Linked DNA regions of Gossypium hirsutum: region 1 is linked to region 2. The links are chromatin contacts, called in public Hi-C maps. All regions are on one chromosome and are shown on one strand. The core of a region is the stretch at or near the end of the contact, and the rest is flanking DNA. Distances in the headings are between cores, read along the strand shown.

The links. Hi-C and Micro-C count contacts between places; a contact is called where the count stands out from the background.
Region 1: a Hi-C map of leaf shows a contact between it and region 2, with 3 times the contacts expected there. The contact joins the promoter of LOC107893950 here to the promoter of LOC107893968 in region 2. A contact is called at or near these places in 6 of 34 Hi-C or Micro-C datasets (callus, hypocotyl and leaf).

Annotation. Positions count from the first base shown.
Region 1 is chrA13:19,819,749-19,826,677 of Gossypium_hirsutum_v2.1, reverse strand. LOC107893950 (ran guanine nucleotide release factor) reads left to right here and starts at 2,379. Exons shown (of 7, transcript XM_016819111.2): 1 at 2,379-2,665; 2 at 3,117-3,152; 3 at 3,261-3,398; 4 at 4,086-4,172; 5 at 4,968-5,015; 6 at 5,099-5,175; 7 at 5,420-5,922. The coding sequence starts at 2,591. The coding sequence ends at 5,567.
Region 2 is chrA13:19,024,841-19,031,823 of Gossypium_hirsutum_v2.1, reverse strand. LOC107893968 (sucrose transport protein SUC3) reads left to right here and starts at 2,703. Exons shown (of 16, transcript XR_001683077.2): 1 at 2,703-3,320; 2 at 4,062-4,127; 3 at 4,275-4,373; 4 at 4,458-4,522; 5 at 4,623-4,707; 6 at 4,791-4,824; 7 at 4,968-5,067; 8 at 5,191-5,266; 9 at 5,774-6,139; 10 at 6,349-6,492; 11 at 6,659-6,892.

The DNA of each region.
Region 1 (6,929 bases), core at 1,130-3,629, 800 kb before region 2:
GGCGGCTTTCATGATTGGAGAAAGGCTCCAACGGCGGCGCGATACCAAGAGACAAGTAAATATTTTTTATTTTATTTGTTTACTTCGATAAAAATAAAAATAGGATAAATCACCTTTGAAAATTTTGTATGTTGTTTTTGTTGATTGTTGTTTTTTGTATTCAATTTCTCTGTCCAAAAAAACAATACATATTGAATCTGGCCTTTATAGCCAAATTTACATATTATTTTCTTTTTCTTTTTTCTGTTTCTGCTATATACTATTTCTTTTTATTATTCTTGCTGTTGTTGTCCATTTTTCATTCTTTTTGCAGGTACCTTTGGAGAGTCAACGACGAGGCAAAAAGCATGCCCTTGCCATTTTGGTGAAACAGCGGCAAAGGCACGTTAGGCCTCGGGCAGCGTGCTCGTTCACGTGGAGGGCAGTGACACTAGAGGCTAGGGTTTTTTTATTTTATTGAAAACTTAGTTTAGGTTATCGGACCTAGGCGATTAATTTTTTTTTTGGGCTTGTAATATTGTAATTCGACTGTTTTTAATTTGGACTTTTAATTTTTTTTTATTTGGCTTGGTTTGGGCCTTGGCAAAAATGGCCTATTACAGGATTAATATGATGAATGTTAATTTTTAATATTATTAGCTAATTATAATTTTTTATCAAATCAACTCTAAAGTCCAAATTAAATATTAATAAGTTAACACTATTATGCTCATGTGCCAAAATGTATAAATTTTTTCAAATAGGTGTCACATTGTATAAAAAATAACTTCGGTAACTTATAAGAAAAAATATCAAACTAAAATACAAAAATTATTTTTTGGTCATTCTATTTTTTTTGTCAATTTAATCACTCTAATCAAGATAACTACTCGAATTTGTCAATGTCGTTATGTTAATCCATTAACGGATTGGTAATGTGACATTTTTCTTTGACTTTTGACTAAAGCTAGGGCCTCTTTATAATTAGTCTAAAAAATATATTTTTTGATTTGTTTGTAACATGAAAATTTCAATGGTGTATCATCAACATTTGAATCTTTTTAAGGAAGAGGGAATCCGATGACAACAACGATGAATCATGGCTATGATCCCACCTTTTTTGATGAGTACACTTGTCAACATAACACCATTGACCACCCTACCGCCACCGACTACCACGATCGTAACAGGAGGAAAATAAAAATCAGTTTATTTTAGAATTCAGTCTTGTTATAGTATTATCAATCATGTTAGTCATGATTCACGAATAAATGGTATGTTAGACTTAGAGTTGAGTGTCAAATATATGTGGTAATGTAGCACATTGTCTGATTACATGCAATTTGGAACTGACAGGAACTGAATAAGTTATTTCAGGGAATTTCATCAAAGGTAAGTTGTGTCTGATCTGCTGAAGCATTTGTTTGGTTTCATTCATTTGATATCTCACAATCTTATTTCACTTGTACTTCAATGCTTCATTAGGTCAAATGGTAAATTCAATGGAACTAGGGATGCGGTTCAAGAAGAAAATTCAAAGTAATTTTCGTTGTTCTCTGCAATTTGCTCACATTAGCTTTGATTTCTCAGTACATTTCTGTCATTACCACGCAGCCATTGCTCATCTGGGGTTAAACTGCAGGGTTCGACTTCAACGAGTTCTCAAAACTAGGAAGAATGTACTAATTTCTAAAGAACAAGCAACGGCTCATGCTCGTGCTTTGGTTGCCGGTTATGATTTATGAACCCGATAATATCAAACATCTCATATCATTCGCGGATGCTTTCGGTGCTTCACAATTAAGGTAAACCAATGATTTCCATCAGTTAGGACTGCATTTCTATAGATATAATGGAAGCTTACTGGTATATTGGTTCGAAATTTGCAACATTACTTGAGGCCATGGAAGCTTTAACATGATGAAGGTTCTATGCATTTTTTTGTGACATAACTTTTATTTGTTCTGATTTTTCTTTTATTGGAAAAGGGTAGAGTCATGGTAATGGGCTTATCGTCCTCGTCAAATTCCCTCTTCTTAAAAAAGATTTAAATGTTGATGATATCATAATTAAAATCTTCATATTATAAATAAATAAATAATATTTTAAACTAATTACAGAAAAATTCTTAATTTTAGTCAAAAATTAATAAAATGCCATATCAGTAATCAATTATTAGATTAATAAATTTTTTAATAAAAGTAATGAATTCTAATAATTATCTTAATTAAAATGAGAGTAACTTATCGTTCTTCTCTTATCCTAACGTGCTTGCATGGTTATCGAATTTATCATCAAGTACGACGTCGTATTCCCTTCAGGGGGCTTACTGAAGAAAATTACTCTTTTACCCTTATTGTTTACCTTAAATTCCAAGACAGAGATGGCGTAATTCAAACGCTCTCCTCAAACAGTCCTTTATATTAAAAGCACCATACAAAAAAAAAAAAAAAAACCCGCGTCTTCTACAAAATTCTTCTTCTTCTTCTTCTTCAAAAAAAAAAGAACCCGGACCCTTTTTCGTCTTCGCGTCGTCTCTTAGTAAAAATCTGTTCTTCGCCATTTCTTTTTTCTTTTTTGATTTTCTGTTCAGTGGACATTTTCAGTAAAAATGTCTGCAGATTTATTATCTGAAAGGCCTTTGTTCGGTGGAGCAATCTCAACTACTTTTCCTCTTAGGTTTCAGGTTACTTTATTTATTTTTTCTTCAATTTCATGCTCTATGGTAGGTTCAATTCTGGTTTTAGTCCTTCTACCATGTTGAATTTAATTTTTAAATTTTAATTTGGTATTATTTTGTCTTTTATAACGTTTGATGACACTTTTAGTGATTTCTGTAAAAGTAATGGCATATAATTTTTTTTTATCACAGTATCGGAGTAACGTGAAAATATTAAACCATGTTCAAATTCAACGACTGTAAGTCAAATGCACTTAAGGTTGTTTTAAGAAGAATTTCATGTGATCAATTTAACGGCAGCAAATAAATAAGTGTTTTCAGTTTGGAGAAGATCAAATCATGCCCAATTAAAGTAGAACATTAAATCTTAAATTTCAGCATGGTAGAGATATTATAACTAGATAATTACAATAATTATATAACTAAACTCTGTTTTTAACATTGTTCATTATTGTAGGATGTCAGTAACATCAGGCAAGTTCCCGATCATCAGGTTAGTATATCGTTCTCTGTTTTCCTTTTTGGTACTCTTTATTTTTAATTTGTTTATTTATCTGATCGTCTTTCTTTTCTTGTGTGTGTGTGTGTGTTGAAATTAAAGGAGGTTTTTGTGGACCCTGCACGTGATGAGAGCTTAATATTTGAGTTACTAGATTACAAGCATGATGTTGGAGATGAAGGGAGTGCTGTCTGGTTTATTCAAGATCTTGCCATTGAACAAGATGGTGAAGGATTCACGGTAGTCTTTTATGTTCTCTTATGTCATTTTCTCGATTCTATAGTAGTTAGGAAAGTGTAATTTAAAGCAATTTTGATTTTACAGATTTAGGCTTATCATTTGAGAATTTTACATCGTTCCATTACCCAATATAGGATTTGTTGGTTTATGGCATTATAATGTAGCTAACAGTACTGCCCTCAAACTTTGATAGGATATCTGGTCTAAATATAGTGGTCTAAATAGTTTTCTTTTTCCTTGTACTACATTTTTAATTCTTGGTTCTTTATTTTAAATTTATTTTCTTTTGGATTATGGAGTATACTCCACAAAAGAGAATGATTGGTTTTTGGCCGATAACCTCTTGGCCTAGGGGAAAGATTCTTGTGTTCTATGGAGCAAAAACTTTGTTCAATCCTTCGCACATCTCTGCCCCTACCCCCAATTCAAAAAATGATTGGTTTTGCCTGTATGGCTAATTGGCTATATCATTGTTAATGAAATAAGAACTATAAGCTCTACCTGTTCTTTGACAATTAGGATACTGTGTTTTATGCATTGGTCTGGTTGTCTTTCATATTTCCTTAGGTCCAATTGATGTTAAAGACATTCGGTACATTGTTTCTGCATGTTCTTTTGTTTGCTTGGCAACTGTTTGAGACTTGATATGGTTTAGCCTAACATTTTCTTTCTTGCTATATGTTTCAGCTGCTTGAGCAGTCAACAGTGGTTGAGGCTCCTGGATTGTGTTACAAAAACATTCCAGCCATTGTTACAACTGCAGTTGGCCAAATGGTATGAGTCATTTAGCAGACATTTGCTTAGAGTTCCATTGTTACTAGTTTCAACTTTCATTTTTCTGTTGTCCACAAATATCTGCCTTGCCAAACTTTATTCTCTTCCTCGAGTCTCAATATTTCTTACTCTTAACATTCTATCATCTTAATCTACATGCTTGGCACAGTAACCTTTAAATTCTACCAGACTATGTCAGATTGGATACTCTCTATGTGCTGTTCATTGACTTAAATGATAATGTGTTCCTTCATTGTGTGTGCTATTATGAATATGCATGTGCGGGTGTAAAAGCTAGAATTTAGGTTGATTGCCTCTAGCATATTTTTATGTTAATACAGAGGGGATGCATATGTGAGACTTACGAATAATATTTTCTTTATAGCATGTTTCGATTATTGACAGACTGAAATTGTAAGATTAGATGATATTAGCAAGGTAAAAAAACTGTTGGCAATGGTCTGAACTTGTGTTGGGAAGTTCTGAAACAATTAATCTTAAATTTTGGGTGCATGTCTTGTATCTTCAATGTCATGAACTTTTTGCTATGATTGATCCGCCCCAATACCAGATGCAATTTCTCCTGGTTAGAGCAAAGCAAAAGGTATTGCTTTATTGTTGTTAGTCTGTATTGCCAAGACTGTCAAATGGTTCATTGTAGACTGTCTGGGACAGTAATATGTGTCTTAATGCCTGGTTACTATACCACCAGTTAGATTGGTGGTTGGATATTAGTTCTTGACTTTCATTGCTTCCCTTCTGTCTCTCATATCTTTTAATCCCTTCTATGCATAGGCTGTTTCTAAGGGACGGCAAGGAAGAGAAGCTCAGAATATTATCAAGGTAACATTTCTTGTGTTTTCAGCTTTCGCAATTTTTATTCAGTTCTAAACTGAAAAATGGTTTCTTGATGAATATCCATGAAGGTCTATCTTGCAAACATACGTCTTAAGGAAGTAGGAACAGATGCTCTGATCACTGCATATGAGCCCATCGTGATAAAGTAAGTGTTAAAGCGTCACCGCTGTTTTTTCTGTAGAGAAATATCATGACATATCATTTTGTTGTTCTTTTATCATTTAAGACATTAATATAGCAAACATAATATTAAAAACCTGTTTCAGTAACTGTTTCTTTTCTAACTTGTTGGGAAGTAATGTGACCAAAAGTTCTGATTGCCCCATCGACTTTGGAATTACGCGGTCATTTATGTATAACACTTTTGCTACCATCTATTATGATTGCAGTCCATTGAGTGAAAGCGCTAGTGCAGTTAGTGCAGGATTAGCTATTCCTGCGACGCAATCTGGATTCATGCCGATGGTTGAAATCTTTAAACTAGCTGTTACAAACTTCAAAATAAATGACTGGGGCCTTTTTAGCCCTAGTGTTTGAGATGCGCTAAAAGGCTGCTACTTGGCAGGTAAAGAAGTAACCTCTTTTTTGTCCTGAAACAATGTTGATGTTTTATATGCCTCGGCAGTTTTTGATATTTATGCTGGGGTCCCTGAACCCTTTGTGATCACGTTTTAGAAATTGTAGAACATTTATTCACGTGTATCATATAATAGCTTGTAATTTCAACAGTGGTTTTAGAAAGACTTTTGATGGTAAAAGCACTTTGTTTAGTATTGCTTTTGCTGTAAAAAGAGTGCTTTTAGTCAAAAATACTACACACATCACAATGTAATAATGTATTTATTTTTTGTTGATCTTTGGGCTGTGGTGTTCATTCGACGGTGATTTTGAAGGAGCCCGAATAAAGCATTTCGTCCAAAACCCAAAAGGATTCATTTACAGAAAGAGAGGTTTAATACTGTGAAATAGACCTCTTATTTAGGCAGGTCGGATCAATGTGTCATGGTAGGTTAATTTGAGTTCTAGAGTTTTTTGGGCTATTTTAGATTGGTTTAATATAACATTTGGTACCTAAACTCAATTATTTTCCCTAATTTGGTACAAAGATTTTTTTGTTTCAATTTGGTACTTGAATTTGATACTTTTTCTTAATTTGGTATCCAAATTTGATACTTATTTTTAGTTGGGTACCCAATTTAGTATTTGAACTTGACAATTTTTTCTTAATTTGGTACCTAATCTTTTGTTTTGGTTCGATTTGGTATTTGAACTTGTCAGAAAGTTATGCAAATTACTTCATTATACTAACAATGTTAATTTTTTTGGTAACAAAAATAATTAATTTATGATTGATATGTGATAGATGAAATGATTTTTTTTTTGTATTTTAAATGTTCAGTCACTTCTATTTTAATTTATTTATTAACGGTTTTTTATTTTATTTTGGTTTTTAAAATTCCTATTTTCTTATTCAATATTAATTTGTTAAGCATAGTTTAATGCAAAGAAATTTTAACACATTTTCTCTAACATTGATGATGTTTTTGTGGAATTGAGAGTTTTGTGAAGATCAGACTACGCTTTAAGCATGTGGTCTTTCTTGAATCGTTCTGGACATTAATAGTCAATAATTTCAGCCTTAATGTAATTATTCTTGCCATTAAATTTCATGTCCGGTCACATGTTGGTCATACATTAGTTGTTTTTGTTCTCTCATTAAAAAAACTTAATACCATTAGTGTTTTGTGTAATTTGTGTAACATTTGATAAGATTAGGTATCAAATTGAACTTAAAAAAAGTGAATGTGTAAAATTTAACTACTAAATGTTATATTGAATCATTTAGATTTAAATTAGTTTTGAGTTACGGTAATTTTAAAATTGAGTTGCATCAAGTTT
Region 2 (6,983 bases), core at 1,454-3,953:
ATTGATTCAATCTCTAAACAAAAAATAATGAAATAAATAAGTAAAAATTCATTAAAAAAATAAAATAAATAATTATCCCTTACATAAACCACCTTGAAATTTGTTTGTCAATGGTTGGCTATTGTTTTAATAGCCTGCTTTGTCCGTAGACTTGACTCAAAATTCCATTTGTCGGTGGTTTCCTTTTTCCATCTCAATAAATAAACGATCCTGATTTAACATTCTGATACGTGATATTCGTGACAGGTTTTAAATATTTATAATGAATCGTTCTTAAAACTAACTATTATCACAATGAAGGCAAATGTACCTATCGAACAGTAGTATAGCTTTAGCAAAACTGGATTATCGAACCCAAAGGAACTAAAAGTACTAGTATCAACTTTCTTTTTATTATCTAGCCTAAAAAATAAAAGGGTTTTGTTTATCTAACTAATTAACTAAACTAAGAAATCACAGAAAAGAAATTTGGGGAAAATACTTTTTGTAAAACTCGATTGATTAAGACAATACCTAAGGAAAAATCCACCTAGACTTCACTTGTTATTTGAGTTTGAATCAGACGACTTATTCATTCAACTTGTTCCGTAGAGATCTCTAAGTTAGATTATTATCTCTTTCGAGACTAACAACGTCTAACCCTAGATTGAATAATTGAAATCTCTTTCTAATTAACGCCCTAGGGTTGCATTAACTCGATCTATGGATCCCCTTATTAGGATTCACCCTAATTCGGCAAAATCTTGTCACCCTATCTCTAGGCACGCAACCAACTCCGCTTAATTATGACAAATTTAATCTTAGACAGGGTCTATTCCTTCTCTGAATAAGAGCTTAACGTGAATCAATATGCTGGAATATCAAAACAAGAATTAAGAACACATAATTAAGAACAATTCAAATATTTATCATACAATTCAGATAATAATAACAAGATCTGTCTTAGGTTTCATTCCCCTTAGGTATTTAGGGGTTTTAGTTCATACTAATGAAAGAACACATCTCAAAAGAATAAAAATAACAAAACATAAGAAAACCCAAAACTCCTGAGGGAATTTGAAGGGAGATCTTCAGCCTTGATGGTGAATTCGGCTTCTGAGATGGATCGATTGGCTTTCCTTGAGCAATTCCTTTCTTCCTCCCCTCCGTCCCCTCATCTAAGTGCCTCCTCAGGTGTTTAAATAGGCTTTGGAATGCCTAAGAGCCCTTAAAATTGGCCTTTTCCGAATTGGACTAAACTTGGGCTCGGCAGGGACACGCCCGTGTGCGATTGCTTAAGGCCGTGGTCAAGGCTGTTAAATGGGCACGGGCGTGTGATCTACTCGTGTCAATCATGCTTTGACCTTGCCAAAGGGACACGGCCATGTGGTCCGCCCGTGTGAGGAAGTCTAGGCCGTGTTGATTTCGTACGTTGGCCCATTTTCTCTGTTTTTGGCCTGTTTCTCGGTCCTTTCACTCTCCTATGCTCACCTAAGTATAAAACATGAAATTAAGGCATTAGGAGCATCGAATTCACCAATTTTAAGAAAAAATCATCCATAAAATGTGCTAAGCATGGGATAGAAATATGTATGAATTACGGTTTATCACATTCCGTCGTCGTTTCTTATCTTTGGTGTCAACTTTTGAAATTTGATCTCTAAGGCTTGTCATCATTATTAGTAAAAAACTAGAAAGTGGACACCACACTTAAAAAGATCCATCTTATAAAAAATAGGTTAATTTCATAAGATGTTCTCAAAACATGATCTAAATTTAAATTAGTCTTTAAATTTTAAAGTGTTCTAATTAAATTCTTAAAGCATCAATATTGTATCAATCAGGTCCCCTTGTTAGTTTAATCAATAGCTTGAACATAGTTGTTGTATCAAAATTAGCATAGAATATACTTAAAACATGTGGATCAAATTGTAAACTTATATACCTACTAAATAAACATGTTTAAAATATAAATATTAAAAAAATTGTTGGTACTTTCTAATTTTTTCCCTTTTTAACACATTAAATAAAAAAAATGTTATGTGATAGATACAAACATATTTATAATTTGATTCATATATTTTAAATATGTTCCACGTCGATTTGAGTAAAAGAAAGGACTTGACTTATACAATGTTAATAATTTAATGATCCAATTAAAATGTTTTAGCCAACTGTATAAAGGAGTAATGGTTAAGATTGTTTCAAGGATAGGATTCAAATCTTGTTAATTTAATTCCTCTCTCTAATTTGTAAGGTAAAAATAAAATAAAATATTTTTGAATTTTAAAAATTAACTAATAAAAGTATTATAGAGATTCTTGTACTAGGAATTAAATTATATTTTACCCCACTACTAAAAAATAGGCAAATTAGTCCTTATACATTCGATCAAAGAGTAAATTGTTCTGATAAAAAATTTACCCATCTCTATTGTTAAAACTAGTCCTTGTATGTCAAAATGAGGTATACATGGCATGCCACATGTAATTAACTAGTTATTTTGTCAGGCATGCCAATTTTTAACAGTAGAAATGGATGAAATTATTAAAAAAATTACTTTTTAATCTAATGTACAAGAATTAATATACCCATTTTTAATAAAGAGGGACAAAATATAATTTGACTCCAAATACAAAGCTCTATATGCTACTTTTACCGAAATTAATTTGAATTCCTTCGTTGGAATTAACCCAAGAAATCACAAAACGCAACCGCATTAAGGAAGATGTGACGTACCAAAGAAGAGCCAGAAGCGCGAGGGAACGAGCGACCGTAGTCCTTTCTAATATTGCAAAATTCCTTCACACCCGCCCAAATTTGACCTTTTTAACTTTAATCTCCTTTTCTTCTCTTGCTCTAGCAATTTAGATCTAAATTTTAATATACAAAAAGAGAACAATTTTATTTTCATTTTTCAATTTTCAATTTTCAATTTTTTCTTTTTTCATGGTATATTCAAAAGTTTTAATGTGAAAGGTTTTAATTGAGTTAACTAGTGGAGGATAACCAGCGGCTGAGTCAAAGAGGCTATGGCAGGAACGAGTGACTCAGTTTCTGTCAAGGTTCCTTACAGGAACTTAAGGAAAGATTCGGAAGTTGAAATGATCGACGATCCATATCATCGTCGGATCGATCTAAATTCGTCTCCTGGCTCTCCTTCAACTTCTGCTTCGCCGCCTTCGGCTAGATTTCCCAACGGAAACTCTAACTTATCGTCGCCGATCCACGTTAGATCTAAGGATTGTAGCTTGATAACTCTCGCTCTTAGTTGTACGATCGCCGCCGGGGTTCAATTTGGTTGGGCTTTGCAACTTTCGCTTTTGACTCCTTACATTCAGGTCCTTTTTTTGTGTGTGTTTTCCCTTAATACTTTTTTTATTTTTAAGTAACGGAGAAAATTAGGTTATTTACTATGCATGTTGTTAATTTTGAACTCTGTGCAATGTGTTTGAATTAGATCAGTGTTATTATTAGATGGCATGTTGTGCTTTGCTTTTGTTAATTTTATGAAATAGAAATAAAAGAATATCAGCGCCAAGTACTCTTTTGTTGATATTTTTGAATCATCAATTAGAAAGTATACACTGCAATACTTTTTCTTTATTGTTTAGTCGGTAATTTGCCTAATTTTCATGGATTTTTAGAAAGAATTTTGGGTGCAATTACAATTTGGAAAAGAAAGATTATGGCGTGAGAGAAAAACTCTTTATATAATTTCTTTCTATTTCTTCTCATAATTTCTAGAAATACTTGTAATTTTTAACATATCATAGAAGGCCCTCGCAGTGTTTGAAAAGGAATAAAAAAAAAAAGGAGTAAAAGGCTAGAATGCTTTTGCTTTGTTGATTATTGTCGTTCTTCTGAGAAAAGAAGAAAAAGTATGGCCATTGTTCGAAGAACATGTTTTAATCATAAAGTAATTCTCAAAATATTTTGTGAAACTGGGTAACATTATCTTTGTATTTATTTATTTTTTATTAGCCTCAGCCTTGATTCCTTTTCAACTGCTCTGAGCTTCTTTTGAGCTTATGGTGCATTTCCCTTGTTGTTTGACCATTCATATTGGCTGATTCATGCAGACACTTGGAATAGAGCATGCTTTTTCTTCGTTCATTTGGCTTTGTGGTCCAATAACTGGTCTTGTGGTAGGTGATGGGAACCATATTACATATAAATTTATATTGATGCCCTGTTCATTATTATGGTGGTGCAATAATTGATGTAAATGACTACACTTAAAAGATTGCTGTCTTTATATGTGATCTATTGAGTTGTTTTTATTTTGATCTTAGGTTCAACCTTGTGTCGGTATTTGGAGTGATAAATGCACTTCAAAATATGGAAGGAGACGGCCTTTTATCCTTGCTGGATCATTCATGATCTCTCTTTCTGTAAGCATTGAAGTGTTACATAATTCATTCTTATATACTATGTTTCTGGGTTTTATATCTGCTAAACTAAATTTTGTAATTTAGGTGATAATAATCGGATTTTCTGCAGACATTGGATACATTTTAGGTGATACGAAGGAGCATTGCAGGTATCATTTTCTGCTTTGATTTCTTCTATTCTTTTCTGGCACCCCCTGTCTCCCAAAAGAAAAATAGAAAGATATTGACCAAATAATGTATGCAATGCAGTACATTTAAAGGTACACGAACGAGGGCGGCTTTTGTCTTTGTTATTGGATTCTGGATGTTGGATCTTGCTAACAATACAGTGCAGGTAAGCCATCCATGGTGATTTTTTCTTACTTTCAAGTTTTCTGTTGTATAAGTTTGTGAATGATAGAATTTTTATTTTCTTAGGGACCAGCTCGTGCCCTTCTGGCTGATCTATCAGGTGAACTTCTTTCTTAAGAAAATGGAAACAATTTAGTCTGTACATGGTAACATTGTGACGTTTAGTTTTGATGCCTCTAATTTACGAGGTTGTATAATTTTACACTTCTTTGATACTGTGCATGACAAGATGCTGGATGACAGGTCCTGATCAGCACAATTCTTCAAATGCCATATTTTGCTTATGGATGGCTGTTGGAAACATCTTGGGGTTTTCGGCTGGTGCTAGTGGGAGTTGGCATCGGTAAAAATGTTTCCACCTGTTTTTACTGTGATGAAACAAACAATTATGGAGACCCAAGTTTTCTGTTTCATCTTATACTGCATTTAAATTTTGATCTAATCCTTATAAATGATCTCAATACAGGTGGTTTCCTTTCTTGGAAAGTAGAGCTTGCTGTGAAGCCTGTGCCAATCTTAAGGCAGCATTTCTTGTCGCTGTTGTAAGTAGCATTATGCATTGAAGTTTCACAAGGATAAATCTCTGTAGGATGTTATAGTGATATTCACCTCCTAAGTAGTACTTTCAGTACCCCCTTTTTTTTTGGTCAATTTATGGCTTGAATCATGGTACGTCACTTAGACATTGTTATCGATTCTTTAGACAAAGTATGCTAAGATGAGCATGACATTTACTATGATTGAAACTATTGATCCGAAATTCCATTTTCTTTGCATTTTGTGGACCACTAGTTTAATTTATCAATATCATGCTGATTCAATGAGCTACAAAAATCATTTTCCTTGTTCATGTATTTTCAGGAGTTGACCTAGAATTAGTTATTGATGCTACTGTATAAGATTAACAATGAAGTTGTTGTGTAGATTCTCTAATATATTTGAGTTTGTTTGAATGCTAATTTTGAGCATTCTGCGGTTGCACATGTTTCCTGACACTTTATTTGATGCCATCCTGTATGAGTTCAAAAAATCATTTGGCATTTGTGCAGGTATTTCTCTTCTTTTGTACTGCTGTGACTATATTGTTTGCTAAGGAGGTTCCGCTTCCACCGCCAGCAAACGAATCGACCCATATATCTGATTCTGCACCTTTGTTGGATGATTCCACACAAAATGGCTTTCAACACTCAAATTCAAAATCTGATGTGTCCGCTGTTGCCAATGCTAACAGAAGCACCGCTGAAAATGGATATGAGCGAGTTTCAAAATCAAGACATGCTAACTTGAAAGATACAAATGTTCAAAATGAAGTTTTCGGTGATGGGCCTGGAGCCGTATTGGTCAACTTATTAACCAGTTTAAGGCATTTACCGCCTGCAATGCACTCGGTTCTTATTGTTATGGCTCTCAGTTGGGTAAGTCTCAACAATTTGTTCTCTGCATTACATTTTATTTTTGAATTGCCATTGAGCCTAATATCTGTTGATTGATAGTAGACAGTTAAGGGTTGTTAGCATTTGTCTGATAGTTGCCTTCAATTTCACAACCCTTTCCTTTCCTTTCCCCCATGGGAAGCAAACATTAATTATTGTTGTTTTCATGTCTATTTGTATCTTATTTGCAGCTTTCCTGGTTCCCATTCTTTTTATTTGATACGGATTGGATGGGAAGAGAAGTATACCATGGCGATCCAAAAGGGAATGCTGCTGAAATAAAGTTGTATGATCAAGGTGTCAGAGAAGGTGCATTTGGTTTGCTATTAAATTCTGTAAGAACTCAAAATTGTGCACCAATTGCTAGTTTTTAGATTTTTCGTTCTTTTGCTCCATCTGTGGCATTAATGTAATATATTGTTCCTTGAGGGCTGTAGGTGATTTGATCTCTTCTTTACTCATTTAACAAAGTTTTTATATTTCTGTTAAATTTTGGTGTAGGTTGTTCTGGGGGTTAGTTCGTTCCTTATTAGACCTATGTGTCGACGGATGGGGTCAAGACTTGTTTGGGCAACAAGCAACTATACTGTATTTGCCTGTATGGCCATTACAGCTATCATTAGTTTGGTATCTGTCAAAGAATATACTCAAGGGATCGAACATGTAATTGGTGGGAGTGCAGCAATCAGGATTGCTGCCTTGGGTGTTTTCACCCTTCTTGGCTTTCCTCTGGCTGTATGTATCAAATGACTGGGAGTAAATTTCTATAAAATTTCTATATCCTGCCATTTTTGTTTAAAAAACTGATGCACTTTTTAAAAACTAA